Regions from separate parts of the Arabidopsis thaliana genome. Here region 1 is linked to region 2. A link is a contact called in public ChIA-PET data. All regions are on one chromosome and are shown on one strand. The core of a region is the stretch at or near the end of the contact, and the rest is flanking DNA. Distances in the headings are between cores, read along the strand shown. Region 1 holds the start of CCB3 (cofactor assembly, complex C (B6F)). Region 2 holds the start of AT5G35970 (P-loop containing nucleoside triphosphate hydrolases superfamily protein).

Evidence for each region. ChIA-PET counts read pairs in DNA pulled down with a chosen protein or histone mark.
Region 1: an H3K4me3 ChIA-PET map of shoot shows a contact between it and region 2, with 13 read pairs. The contact joins the promoter of CCB3 here to the promoter of AT5G35970 in region 2.

What each region holds. Positions count from the first base shown.
Region 1 is chr5:14,197,667-14,201,715 of TAIR10.1, forward strand. CCB3 (cofactor assembly, complex C (B6F)) reads right to left here and starts at 1,765. Exons shown (of 1, transcript NM_123003.4): 1 at 920-1,765. The coding sequence starts at 1,537. The coding sequence ends at 1,013. It overlaps CYP716A1 (cytochrome P450, family 716, subfamily A, polypeptide 1), which reads left to right. Exons shown (of 4, transcript NM_123002.2): 4 at 1-95.
Region 2 is chr5:14,121,222-14,125,208 of TAIR10.1, forward strand. AT5G35970 (P-loop containing nucleoside triphosphate hydrolases superfamily protein) reads right to left here and starts at 2,141. Exons shown (of 7, transcript NM_122988.5): 1 at 1,167-2,141; 2 at 776-1,084; 3 at 402-685; 4 at 1-227. The coding sequence starts at 1,857.

The sequences.
Region 1 (4,049 bases), core at 515-3,014, 76 kb after region 2:
TCCTAGTGTATTGGTCTCAAGTCTTCATTGTATTTGTTGATTCATGGATAATAATAATAAAAAATCCGCTCACTTTCTTCGCAAACTAGAATCTCTTCTTATCGATATAACATAGCTTGTCTTGATAACACCAAGACTACAAGGTCTTGGAGGGATAAATAAGTTTACATATTGGGTTGTATATTTTGTGGGACAATTGTACACATTAGTGTTATCTTTTAGTTTTCGATGCAATTTTCTTCATACGGTGTCCGTTCGCTAGATGAATAGCTCTTCAAAGTCGCAACTGGGGTTCTTCTATTTTCTTACAAATAACTTTGTCATCAATATATAGCTTTGAAGAATCTCGACTCGATTATAATTAGTCTGTTCGTTTCATCACCGCAGGCGGCAGCGGCGGTAGCAAACTCTACCGCTGCCATTGCCGCAGGTGCATATGTTCGTTTCGTCGCCGCTGCCGCAAGTGAAATCGAAGAAGACGATTCAAACAGAGAACTTCAAAAGCTCTTAAGGGTCAAGAAGAGAACTTCAAAAACTAAACCCATTACTTCAAAATCACCAAGCTTACTTTGTTATCCCATCTCTTCTTCAGATCGAAATCGCGTTAAAGAGAGAAGAGTAAGGTTTTAGATGGTGATGTGTATTAGGTTCTCTTGTGATTTCCTAAATGTGTTAAGGGTATTTATGTCATTTTAATTTTATTATTAATCACAGGTTTTGGATAAGCGGATGCTGGATTTAATCGGCGATTAAAATTATTCACCGCAAAATGCTGTGTTTGCCGCCGCGTCTTACCGCAAGTACTGGCGGCAACAAAACGAACAATTTCATATGCGTCTGCCGCAGCCGCAACTACCTGCGGCGACGAAACGAACAGCCTAGACATGAATAGTGATCGGTATGACGCAAGAAGAATGTTAGAGCCAAACAATCATATTTGCGAGTAATGTAGGAACATTGTATGCTACAAGGAGACTTCTCTATAATGAGAACAAAATGATTCAATTCTTAGCTAATTAACTTGTTGTTGAGAAACAAGAACAAGAAGTCCTTGAGGACCAACCAAAATCTCACTAAGGAAACTCACAAGCCCAAACCAAACCACAGGAGTAACATCAACACCTGCAAGTGGTGGAATCACTTTCCTTGTCTGAACAAGGATTGGTTCTGTCGGAGCGTAAGCTAAAACGTACGGAAACTTGTCAACGGGAAGTTTCGGGTACCAAGACATAACGATTCTCAAAATGAATAGAAATCCAAAAGCTGATAAAGCTGGACCTAAGATACCAATAGCGAGCTTCGCTGTTCCTGGATCTAAATCTGCTAGAGAAATGTTACGCAACGATTCCGAAATGGAATTCGTCTGTCGAATGAGATTTGTTGTTGTGGCTGCTTCTTCTATGTGGCTTAATGTTGCTGAAACTATGGGAAGAGACGTGGATCGATTGCGGAAATTTGGAGAGGATCGTCGTGATTTCTTCTGAAAAATCATCAATGCCGGCGAGAAAGAGACGAAGCTGGTGGTCACTGTCGTCATCACAATCTCTCTGCTCTGTTTTTTGTGAACCAAAATATCGTGAACTCTGTGATCGATTCCAGTGTAAGGTTGAGAATCTTTGGTTCTGGAGATAATGCGGATGTGCTGACGTGGAATACGAAAATGGGTACAACCCGAAATACTTGGGTTAATTTGAATTTTATGGTTACAACTACAACCCCACACAAACTGGGATATTTTTTTTCACTACTTAATGTGATATATGTGCATATGTTTTTGCGAATAAATTAAGAAATTATTTAATTTTTATTTTTTCGATAAAAACATAATTTATTATTTATTTATTTTTGGACAAAAATGTATTATTAACTTTGTTAGTGGTGAGAAAAATATAGACATGACCAAAACTTAACTATAACCGTATAAAATTGTTAAAAATCGTAATTGTTAACCGTAAAATAAAATAGTTACGGTTTAAAAAATATTTTCCTCGTAACCATTAATTAACTGTAAATGTACCAAAACAGTAGTTAACCGTACGTTAACTGCACGATTAACTGTATGGTTAAAACCTTAAAAAGATACAATTTTGACTATTAGTTTTTGTAAGGGAAAAATGTCGTTTTATACGCGAACTTTTAAAAATGGCCATTTAATACGTGAATTTTTTGTAAGGCCAAATAAAACATGATAAAAACGTTGACTGGCCATTTCACACAAATGTTATCGTTGACCAGGCCAAAATCTCCACGACGTTATCTTGCATTAACGGACCCGATAATTCCGTTAGCACACGTTAACTAGATCCGTTAATATCCAAAACGACGTCGTTTCATTGCAATCGAAATATCAAAAATCCCAAATCAAAAGCCAAATCCCTAATTCCTATTTGGCCAAACTACAGGTCCAAAATTTTGAAGCAGAAAATATAAGATTCATAGCCAGAGAAATCATGATTTTAAGAAGATTAGATCATCCCAACATTCTAAAACTGAAGGGATTATCGCATCAGAAATTCAAACAACATGTACTTTGTGTTTGATTACATGGAGCACGATCTCGAAGGCTTATGTTTATCTCCCGACATCACATTCACGGAGGCACATGCAAGAGAGATACACACACACACAAAACCATAACCTCTCCTGCAAGTGACTACATTTCTTTATTCTGACAAACCTTAATTTTGTTTTCAAATCAAATGTTATGAAGCAACTGTTATGGGGAGTAGAACATTGTCATACCCGGGATTATGCACAGAGACATTAAAGACGCAAACGTTCAGGTGAATAACAAAGGAGTTTTAAAATTAGCTGATTTCGGATTAGCCAACACTGTAACACCAAGAAAAAAGAATCAATTGACGAGTCGGGTCATGACATTATGGATTTAGTTTTTGAATTTTGGGGATTTCTAAATTGATTTGGGATTTTTGATATTTCGATTTCAATGACACGACGTCGTTTTGGATATTAACGGATCTAGTTAACGTGTGCTAACGAAATTATCGGGTCCGTCAATGCAAGATAACGTTGTGGGGATTTTGGCCTGGTCAACGATAACATTTGTGTGAAATGGCCAGTCAACGTTTTTATCATGTTTTATTTGACTTTACACAAAGTTCACGTATTAAATGGCCACTTTTTGAAAGCTCGCGTATAAAACAACATTTTTCCCCTTTTTGTAATGCAAAGATAAATATTGAATATTCGGATACAGATTTTTTAAAAAGTAAATAATATCGCATATAAAAAATTCTACTATATACTTTTCATCTTATTAAAAACAACAAAAAAAGTCGGATGATACGTAAGATTTTGCCAACAGTATTAAATGCATTGTAATCATCAAATAAGTCATAAGCTTATTTTAATCGTAATTGTAGTCATGCCTAGGAAAATAGTTAAAATCCTAAGAGTGATAAGATCGTAACCATGATAAACCAGGAAAGACTTGGTCAAGGAGAAAAGAAGAAACAAACCTTTAGTGTATCCCTCAGTTTTAAGGAGATCAATCTCCACGTTTACATTTTCCCAATTTGTGGATTATGTTCCTTGTTTCTAGGATTGGTGATCGATCCACTTTGCTTCATTTGTGTATAAAGACATGAATTCATTATCATGAATCAGACTTGAAAATTGGACAAAATATAGTTTATTTCTTTGGTTATTTTGTTCTTGTGTTACACAAAACACATCTCTTTGGTTTTGAAGAGGGATTTATTATTAAAAAAAAGAAGAAAAAGGGACTTATCAGTGGTAGCAGAGTGGTCAAGGAGTTTCGGAGGAGAGTGTGAATCGTTTGGTGGACTTGAAAATTGGATAAAACATAGTTTATCTCTCTGATTACTTGTTATTGTGTGTCGTTGTCTTACACAAAACACATCTCTTTGGCTTTGAAGAGAGCTCATCTCATCGCTAGGAGTGTAACAAAGGAGGATCACCGCCAATTATATTAGCAACCGGATTTCTTTTGTTGGTTGAAACAACTGTTTGAGGATAATAATAGTATTCCCGAGGCGTAGTACTCATATGGGTTGAACTAGATTGAT
Region 2 (3,987 bases), core at 891-3,390:
GGTCTTTTTTTGTTTACTCCAAGAGCTATGGCTCTCCTTTGGGAAGAATCAAATAACTTACTCACTGGCTCATCACTCAACTCCGCTTCACTCCAGTCTACATAATCATTTTGCTCCAGCCATGTTATATCTTCACCATCCCCAAATAAAGTCGCCACAACAGATATTGATGGATTTTTCTTCTGCAGACCATTCTTCTGCAGAAGCATTAGGGCTTCGCAGTTACGCTGCAACGAAAGACTATATAATAAGCGAGTGGTAGCAAAAATATAATAATGTAAACTATCAAATATAGTTGAGCAAACACTCGCAATAATGGGACTGACATGACAAGCATATTTAAGATGGAGGTTACTGTGATAAAACACTGCATCTTTAACCAATATGGAACAAAGATATACCTCGTAAGTAAGGGCATCGGCCAACCCATGAATACGATCAATTCTCACACTCTTTCCAAAGAGCTTGGAAAAAGTAGGATCTCCATGACGAGATTCTAGAGCCACACCAATGCTACACCCATCTTCTCCAAGGTTGTGAACAAAGCCCTGCGTACAGGCAGTTGCCCCAGCACCCCTACTGTCACAAACTCTTATGCAAACCATGTCACCAGGGGAAAGTGTAGTAGGAGGAAGACGGTGGTTTCCCCCAACCTTAAACAACACCAAGTGCATACCTCCGAGCCCTGCATATTGCTTACATATTACAACAAATTTCATCGAAAACTCAAAGAGAACAAGTTACAACAAAATGCATATCTGCCTATAAGTCTCACCTGTGGAGGTACTAACTGCATACAAATTGCAAATTGTATCACAAAGTTCCTGTGGAGCATCACCATGCCTAACCAAGAACTCAATCGGTTTTGAGGAATCAGAGCTCTCATCTGGAGTAGGAACAACATCTAGTTCTTCCTGTGTAACTTCCAGTTCTGTATCTCGTTCCACTTGAAGTAACTGCGACATCTGGCTGGTGAACTCATCAATCCTTTCCTGTATAGCCTTCACCTTCTCTGAGTCCATCCCCAAAACTCCTTGAACAGGCTTAGCTTGAGCAGCTTTGCGAGCAACCTCCCGATGCTGAGCTATACAACATCACACAAGGCAAAAAGTTCAACTTCAGCCAAACTATAAACCAATAAGAACTTAGACTCGAAGAATTCAAACCTGAATTTGCAATCTCCTTGAGCAGCTTCCAAGACTCAGACTCCTTCCAACTCTCCATTATATTCTTCCGCTCCAGGTCTTGAAGAACATCACGCAACTCTCTCTGGAAATGATCGAACAAGGTAGGATAATGAGTACAAGCCTTCAAACAAATGACTTCAGAACCTAATGGCATGGGAATAGCATTGAGATACGGTTGAGCTTGAATCACAAACGTCAAACCAGATCCGACGTTCTGCCTCAACTCCGAAAACTCCCCCTGAACCTCCGCAGTTGCAAAATCCGAAGCCATCGCTTTCATCGCCTGACTAATCCACTTCACTACGTTCCTCCCTAAATCTCTCCGCCCTAATGGATCACCATTTTGATTCAAAGCTCGAAGACTCAATTCTTTATCGTTCTTCGGTTCCTCAACAACACTTAAACTCTCAGATTCAGTATTATCGTTCCTCTTCTCAATTTTCTTAAACCTAAGTTTATCGGAAACGTTACTTTTCCTTCGTGGCTTCTTCTTAGTAACACTGGAGCCGCCATTAACGCCGCTGCAAAAGACCTTCCGCGTCGGGAAAACACGAACTCCGACAACACAAACGTAGTTTAACGGCGGTCGAGTGAACGTGAACGCCGCCGTCGCCGTAGTAGTCGACGGAATCCGAATACTTCTACACAAAAAACTTGAAGCTGCTTCCATCAGATTTTTCCCAGCGATTCAACACAAAAGGAAACTTCAGATTCCCGAGAAAACGCAAGCTAGAAAGTGGAATCTAGTGACATTTTCTGGGAATCAAAAGGAAAATATACAGAGAAATTGAAAGTCTCGTGTAACTTATTTATATATTGGAGAAAGGTTTTTTCAGATATTTGAGTTTGAGAGACGAATTTAAATCTAAGCCGCAAAATTAAACTTGAGGTTCTCAGAAATATTTTTATTTTTGTTTCATTTTTTGGTGAAACGAATTTTGTTTTTGAGACTTTATGTCACAAACATAGCACAGAGAGAGTCGTGATGAGAGATCGTAGTGGAGAGTTGTGATTGGCTAGTATTGATTCTTTGTGGGCAGGTGACGTGTTTAATTACTGTCCTATCCTTATATTTTTGTTTGTTGACTTATACCCCTGTATTTTTAGATTCTTCTTTGGAGACCCTTTAAGTTGGATTTTAGAATTGATCGAATGGATCGGTAGAATGCATCCAACTGATCTGTGGATTTTACAAGCTACATCATTCATATAGCACATTTGAAATACTACACGAAATTTTTTCGACCTTAATTTTGAACTAATTAAGATTATTTTTATTTAAAATCTCACAAAAATTTAGTTTAAAAAAAACAATCGTTCCATCATTCTCTATCTTCTATCTCCTCTAAAAAAACAGATCTATGAGTTTAGTTTTCGCCGTTTTTGCATTAAAGTCTTTTCATTGTCGATAGTTGGGTTGGTGGACGAAGATAAACGCTTTTCTTCTCCGATCATATGATGAGACGAGGTAGATGATGATATTTCTAAAGCAATAATGTTTATGCTCAAATGAATTTATTAAGAGAAATATAAACCGGAAATTAGATAGTTCATTAAGAGTTTATTATTCAAATAAACTTAAAAAGGAAAGATTACTTTGTTGTCACCAAAAACACAATAATTCCATTGATACTTTAATAAAGAGAAAGAGAGTTGTTTTGAGATAACTCTCAAAGTTACAATCAAAGTTCTCATTACATAACTATATATATATGTCTCGAAGTTACAATCAAAATTCTCATTACATGCATAACTATATATATAAGTTATTATCTTGCTAACCCTAGTTACATAGAACATTACATGGCTTTCGGATTACTCATAAGACTATATTTGGCTTCATATTAAACTTCTAATAGTAAATCTATAGTGAGTTGGCGATTTCTTAGCGACTTTGAATACTCATTTTTTTGTTTTTGGTTGATCGAAGACTCTTGTGAAACAATAAAATAGCTATTTTATAGCTCGGCGATTAATGTCTGATGCTTTCACTTGCGGCGAAAGTTGGATTTCAGATAATAAATTCACTTCGTGCAAAGAGGTATGTTTAAATTTAATATAATTGGTAAAACAAAAACAACTGAATCATGTTTGAGTTATAATCTTACAATCGTTACTTAATAGAAAGTAGTTGTTTACTGAAAAGCTTGTCTTCGTTTTAGTACTACAAATTAAATATAGGGGTGTGTGTAACCCACGGAATATTATTATAGTTTTTGAAAAACTGTTTTTCCAAAGATTATTGGTCCTATGTAGAATAATGGGTGAAGCAACATGTGGCAGAGAAGATCACTTGAGAAAGACAACTAAGCGTCTCCCGAAGAAAAGATCCTACTTGTTCATTTTTCCATCACTAAAGAAATTTCTTTTTTGGGTCAAAAAATAAAATTCTTACAAATAATATGTGGAGAAAGAAGTTTCTCATCATAAATTGTCAAGCAAAATAAGCAAATGGTCAAAATTGAGTTTGTTTATCGTCATAAAAATTATGCGAGAAAAGGATGTTGTGGATCAAAATCATCAAACTATTTTATTAGAAAATAATCAAACTTTAGAACACCCTAAAATGCTTGGTTTCATATTTGAAAGAATATTATATATATCTTTATATATCGAAATAAACTTTTTAATTACAAAAGGATCTCTTAAATTTGACCATTTTTCTAGTTAAACCCAAAAGAACCATATGTTTTCATTATTACCAATAAAACTTTTAAATTTTATGTTTTTGTTTTATCCTATTTTTAAAAAAATATTTAAACAGAAATATAAAATATAGTGATTAGAGCCAGGGATATCT